Linked DNA regions of Arachis hypogaea: region 2 is linked to region 1. The links are chromatin contacts, called in public Hi-C maps. All regions are on one chromosome and are shown on one strand. The core of a region is the stretch at or near the end of the contact, and the rest is flanking DNA. Distances in the headings are between cores, read along the strand shown.

Region 1 (3,267 bases), core at 405-2,904:
GATCCCAATTAAAATCTTTTAAAGTATAGAGATTTAATGATAAAATTAAAAAAATTATTGGGATTAACACAAAAATTTAACCCAAAAAAATAAAGTAAAAAAAAAAGGTGATTTTACTGATAGTTCATTACTTAACTAATAGTTCTTACTTAACTCATTGTTTAGTGAATATCTCCATGTAAGTGAATTGACATTATAATTATTAAAATCGATTTGGTCAAGATAGAGTCACTAAATTGGTATATTTTTTCGTTCAAGACTTAGTAGAAGCTAACATTATTCATTTATTCCAGGAGACAAAATTTTCCAAGTACTCTGCCCATCTTGCACGTTTTAAAATTCCAAACCCACCTAACTATATGTTATTACATGTATCATTTACTTTAATTTGTTACAGGTGTTGCTGGTGTGCTTCACATTGTGCACTCTAGTATATGCAGCAACAGCAGTTTTGGGATACTTAATGTTTGGATCAGAGGTTGAATCAGAAATAACTCTGAACCTTCCAAAAGAAAAACTGAGTTCAAAAGTGGCGATATACACAACTTTGGTTAACCCCATAACCAAATATGCTCTGATGCTAAGGCCAATTGTGGATGCCACAAAAAACGTGCTTCCATCACACTACAACAAAAGGCCAAAGCTCACACATATACTAATTAGTAGCATATTGCTCTTCACCACTGTTGTTGTTGCACTCACTGTTCCATTTTTTGGGTACCTAATGTCCCTTGTTGGTGCATTGTTAAGTGTCTCTGCTTCATTCCTAGTGCCATGTGTTTGCTACTTGAAGATTTCTGGAACTTATGGGAAATTGGGATGTGAAATGATCGTCAATTATTCCATAGTGTTAGTAGGAGTTGCAATTGCAGCATTTGGAACTTACACTTCCCTCTTAGAAATAATTAGGCATTTATAGTTGTAATTCCCCATTTGTACTTTTTTTTTAAAATAAAAAATACTGAGATTACTTACATATATCATGTATCGTAAGTAATCCATTTGGAAGTTTGGTTAAACCATGTGGTCTCCTATTGAATGCACTCGAGATTAATGTAAAATAAATAAATCGAAGAGTAGCATAGGTAGTTATTGTTTTCTTTTTCTTTTTTATTTTTTTTTCCGGGAAGAGAATTTCAATCAATTAGAGGTATTCAAACTGTCAAAAAGACTAAGCTACATATGTTTTTTTCCCTCTGTTGTTGATGCCGATAAATTAATGATTACCCTATAGGGGATCAAAATTCTTTTTAAGGGGTTTGTCGTTAGACTTCAATTACTATTTTTATAAAGCGGGAGTAGAACTTCTAAGGCTTATTTAAGTTGAAGAGTAAGTTCAGTTAATCATTCAAGTTACCTAAGTTATAAATATTTTTTGTTTTGTTTTTTATAGTATGGCATAATTCGACAAACTAAAAACTGATTAATTATAAATTTAAAATTTATTTAAAAATTTATTGTAAATTAATTAATTATTATATGCACAAAATTTAAACTCTTAATACTTGTTTAAATAAATTAATAAATTAATTACTAAATTAATCCAAGATTATTTCAAAGTTACAAATGTTGGTAGAGGCATCTTCCAAACAGGCCAGCTCATCTTCTATTCTATTCCCATCCGTTCTAGTACTATGATTCAACCAAATAGATGGGCCAACGCTACAGTGATGATTTTTTTTTTTCTACATGTGATGAAATTTGCTGTCATACCTTTGGGCATGACACGTTTCCTCTATTTTGCAGAATAGTCAAATAATGATTCAGAAGAGTCGGGTTCGGATTGCTTTATACTTCCGATTTCATCACGTCTAAAGTCATGTGTTAATTCTGACAGTTTTTTTTTTTTTTTTTGGTATCCTGTTTGCTCGGAAGAGAGCCATCTATCTTTAATTCTTTCTATAAGGAATTTTGGGTTACTTTTTCGGAAATCTCCCTTAAGATTTAATCTAAGTAATCGGTCAAATATTGAGTTTTGAGTCGCTGGAATTGAATACTATAAAATAAAGACTGAGGTGAACTTCGTCTTTTAGACTCTTACAAAATTGCTTAAAAAAAGAAAAAGAGAAGAGATGATTATTAGCAACATTTTTAAATATTTTTTATTGTCCATTTTGTAAGTATGGGCTTTAAAGGCCCACTTTTCGTTGGACCGTTTCTTTTTTCTTTTTTCTAAGCCAATTTTTGGATTTTTATTGGAGTTAATGGCAGAATTTGCTATGTCACAAGGAGCTGCACAAAGATTCGAACCTTCATTAAGCTCAAGAGGCTATAGAAAGATAATAGTAGCAGTGTATATGAGTGTATATGGGTATGTGGTGTAAAAAACAAAAAAAAATCTTTTTAGACAGCCGAAACCTAATGGCAGTATCATCTGTCTCACTCCTCAATAAAAAATATAAAACCCATGTTAGTAGCAGGAGTGTTTGTATGAGTGAATGTATGTTGTGTAATGTATAAAACCAAAAAAAAAAAAAAAAGAAAATGTCTTTCCGTAAATTAGATTTTTGGGTTACGAAATAATCTTGAATATGGACAGTAATAGGATATTTTTTATATTGGGGGATTGGACCTATAGTTATTGATGAATAAATAGTCGTGTAATATTGATATAGTATCATTTATTATGTAATATCAGTCAATTTTAACATCATCAATAAAAGAAGTAACGAGCCAATGAGTTATAGCTCAAATGGCATAGGTTGCGGGTTCGAGTCTCCTATCTTTGGTAAAAAATAAAAAATAAAAGAAGTAACGAATAATCAACATGATTAACTTGAAATATTTGAAAAACGAATTTGATTAAAAAAATTTTTTGATAACCAATTCCAAAAACGAATAATTTTTTAAGGATGAATTTGATTACTTATTCATTATTGATGGTTTAGACCTAACCTTTTTTAGGTGGATTTGACAAAATAAGTTGGCCCCAAATTAAGTAAAGGGTGTTGTAATCCTTTTTAATTTAATAAATTTTAGTTTTTTATTTATTATTTTATATCAATGGCTCGAATTTAGAGTTTAACATTTAGAATTTAGAATTTATTATTTAATATTTATGATTTAGAATTTAAGAAACACTAAAATTTTTATTTTTATATTATCATTCACCGGTTTTATTTATATTTATATAAAACTAAATCTATTTTAGATTAAAAATATAGGCATAGTGTTAATATGAATTTCATATGACAGAAAATAATATTCGTGTTGATGCTGATTATTTTTTGCATTGTAAATGTTTTTGTTGTGATTTATTTTGGTATC
Region 2 (3,103 bases), core at 118-2,617, 130 kb before region 1:
AATATATTATCAAATTATTAGACTAAAAAATAAAAATATTAAATTGATAATTAAAAATAATAATAATAAATAATAAATTTGCTGACACACTTTTTTTAACATATTTTGAGATTTTTTTCACAAAGCTAACATAATTTATCATTAGCTATTATAAAGTAAACTATTAAAACGATACCTCAAAGTTTACATTATTAATAAAAAAATTCTAAAAAATGTTAACGATAAATAAACTCTCGAAAGATTTAAAAACGCAACAAAAAAATTAGATATTAAATATATATTCTAAAAAAAGACTTTAGATATTAGATTTTGATGTAAATTTTTGTAATTATTATTAAAAAATAAGATATTTTTATCTTTAAAATTTGGTAATTTTATGTCAAGTAAATTTTTTTAAAAGAATTTTATTCTGAATTATCATTTTTTAAAAAAAAAACAAAAAAAATTAAAGATCAAATTTTGTTCCAAATTTTTTGTGTACTTTCTAAATATTTATTCAAATATTACCACTTAAATTTATATTAAATAGAAAAATCGTTTGCTAAATACAAAAAAAAAATTGTCTCTTACAAAAAATATAATAATTATTAGTTATTTTTATTATATTTTTAAATTATTTAAAGAGCAATTTTATTAATATCATCTTTCAGAAATTTTATTGTCAATAACTGAATTTTTTAAATACTAAATTAATAGTTAACTCACTAATATAATTTAAAAAAAAATTTAAGTGTATTTAAAATATTAATATTTCAATAATTTTAATCGTTAATTTTAATTAATATATATTATAAAATTTTTTAAATATATTCAAAATATCGATGTTGTAATAATTATATATATTTTTTATAATTAAAATTAACTATTAAAATTATTAAAATATCAATATACTTACTACACTAGAAAATATACTTTTTCTTTTTCATATCCATTTAAACTATTGTAATACCTGTACACTTAAAATTCTTCCATTAATTTAACATAATGGCAATATTGTTAAGAAAAGTTTAAGAGTCAGTAACTTTATTAAATTATGGCCAGCATGTAATTAACAAAAAAAAGTGAGACATTAGATGAAATTTCACACCAACTTTACACTATTAAAATCATCATTAATGATTATTTAATCGTTACAAATCACAAAAGTTACTGCTCCTAGCATTCCTCGTATTATTATATTGGGAGTTGCATGAGTGCCACGTGGACCAATGTTTTCTCTTTCCCATAAAGTTACGATGAAGTGACACAAAAATACAAAATGCATGCGGAATATTAATTATTTAAATTTTTATAGGAGAAGAAGAGAAAAGAGAAAACATGGCGTGAAAGACAAGAACAAATCAGGAGTAGGATTTAGTTAGGTCACTTAGGTGCACGAATAATATATATCATTACATACACTACGGTATTATTCTATTTAAAAACAATATTGATGACGTTAATACCCGGAAAATTTTGTGTGTTAGCTCATTGTCCAATTATCGTCTGAAAAATTTGTGTTTTTCACCGTTAGATAATAAAAAATCAATCATACTTGAATATAGATGTGGCATCTCATTATTTTTCTTTTCGAACAATAAAAAGATAAAGTCTTCAAAAGTCATTAATTGATTTTGACTTGAGCATATATACTTAGTTGTTACGCATTTGGCCAATTGGAATTTGTTCTCTTTTTCATTCTCATGATTTAACTTAGGTACTTTTAATTTACAACCCCGCCCAATAAAAGTATCATGGTTATTTCATATCAGTAATAAACTAATATATCCCCTCCACTACCCCTTAATAACTATGATCACAAGTTGAGATTCTTTAAATTTATACATACTTTTGGCAGGGATGAATTGGAGGACTTTACTTTGTATATTATTCTCTTCTACAAATTTCTGTACCACAAAGAATCAAATAAATATAAAGCAACAATTTTACAAAAAAAAATTATCTTATATTATATTGTACAAATTCTTTCTTTACAAGTAATTAAATTTTAAGATCGAAAGAAAACCACCATAATAAAATGCAAAAATTATCTTATTTAAATGAGTTGTATTCAATTTATTCCAGTATTAATTTGTCCCTTACTATATATATCATCTTTTTAAAACTAAAAGATGAAAATATATGTCAAGATGATCATTTTACTTTAAAATTAAGAGTAATTCTAGTTAGAAAAACAATATTTTAAAATTATTTTATTTAACTTAATACTTATAATTTTATATATGTAATATTTATAATTATACACTTATTATATTTAATATTATATATTTATTTTAATAGTCAGTAATTAATAAATACAAACAAAAACCAAAAAAACAAATTATGACCATCTTTGGCTTCCTAGAATTTAACCTCAAACATTATATACATAAAATAATAAAATTATACATATTAAATTAAATAAAAATAATTTTAAATTATTACCTTTCTAATATTACTCAATTAATTATTATTTATCACACTACAATAAATTCGAATTGAGGCAACCCTTTAAAAACATTGCCTATAATAAGAAAAAGCGATGCCTTTGATTAAAGGCAACACTTTTTGATAAAATGCAACACTTTTTGGAATTGGCTATACGGCCGTTACCTTTGGTCTAAAGCAACAGTTTTTTGCATCAAAGAAAACCCTTTTCGTGGCAACCTTTAAAAAACATTGCATTTTCTACTAAAAAATAATTTTATGTAAGGGTTGCTTTAGAGGACCCAAACACAACGCATTAATAAAGACTTTATTGTGACATTTTTTACGAGTTGTATTTTTTAATACATAAAGTAACACTTGTCTAAGTTTTTTTAAGTTTCCTTTTAATATACCTAAAGCAATACTTGTATAAACTTTTTTTGTTCTTTTTTTAACTTTTTTCATATACCTAAAATAACACTTGTCTAAGTTTATTTGCGGTTATCTTTTACCTAAAACAACATCTTATTGAGTTTTTCTTAGGTTCTCTTTTTTATATTTAAAGAATTTTTTTTTTTACATTTCTTATATTTATATGACATTTGAAGGATATATAGCACATATTAATAATATCTAAATATTTAAATTCAATTTAATCGATATAAGAAGAATAAGCTAATATATATTGCATATATAT

Evidence for each region. Hi-C and Micro-C count contacts between places; a contact is called where the count stands out from the background.
Region 2: a contact with region 1 is called in a Hi-C map of an unstated tissue, with 4 times the contacts expected there. The contact joins two enhancer-like sites. A contact is called at or near these places in 3 of 8 Hi-C or Micro-C datasets (leaf and an unstated tissue).

What each region holds. Positions count from the first base shown.
Region 1 is chr17:25,993,343-25,996,609 of arahy.Tifrunner.gnm2.J5K5, reverse strand. LOC112766678 (amino acid transporter AVT1I-like) reads left to right here. Exons shown (of 3, transcript XM_072222618.1): 3 at 398-1,088. The coding sequence ends at 919. Among protein-coding and RNA genes, the nearest start is that of LOC112767180, 6.5 kb to the right of the region's middle. Within about 2 kb of position 1,654, at least 3 of the 3 cell types and tissues checked have open chromatin away from gene starts, as enhancers often do.
Region 2 is chr17:26,119,100-26,122,202 of arahy.Tifrunner.gnm2.J5K5, reverse strand. No RefSeq gene overlaps it. Among protein-coding and RNA genes, the nearest start is that of LOC112767606, 7.5 kb to the right of the region's middle. Within about 2 kb of position 1,367, at least 2 of the 3 cell types and tissues checked have open chromatin away from gene starts, as enhancers often do.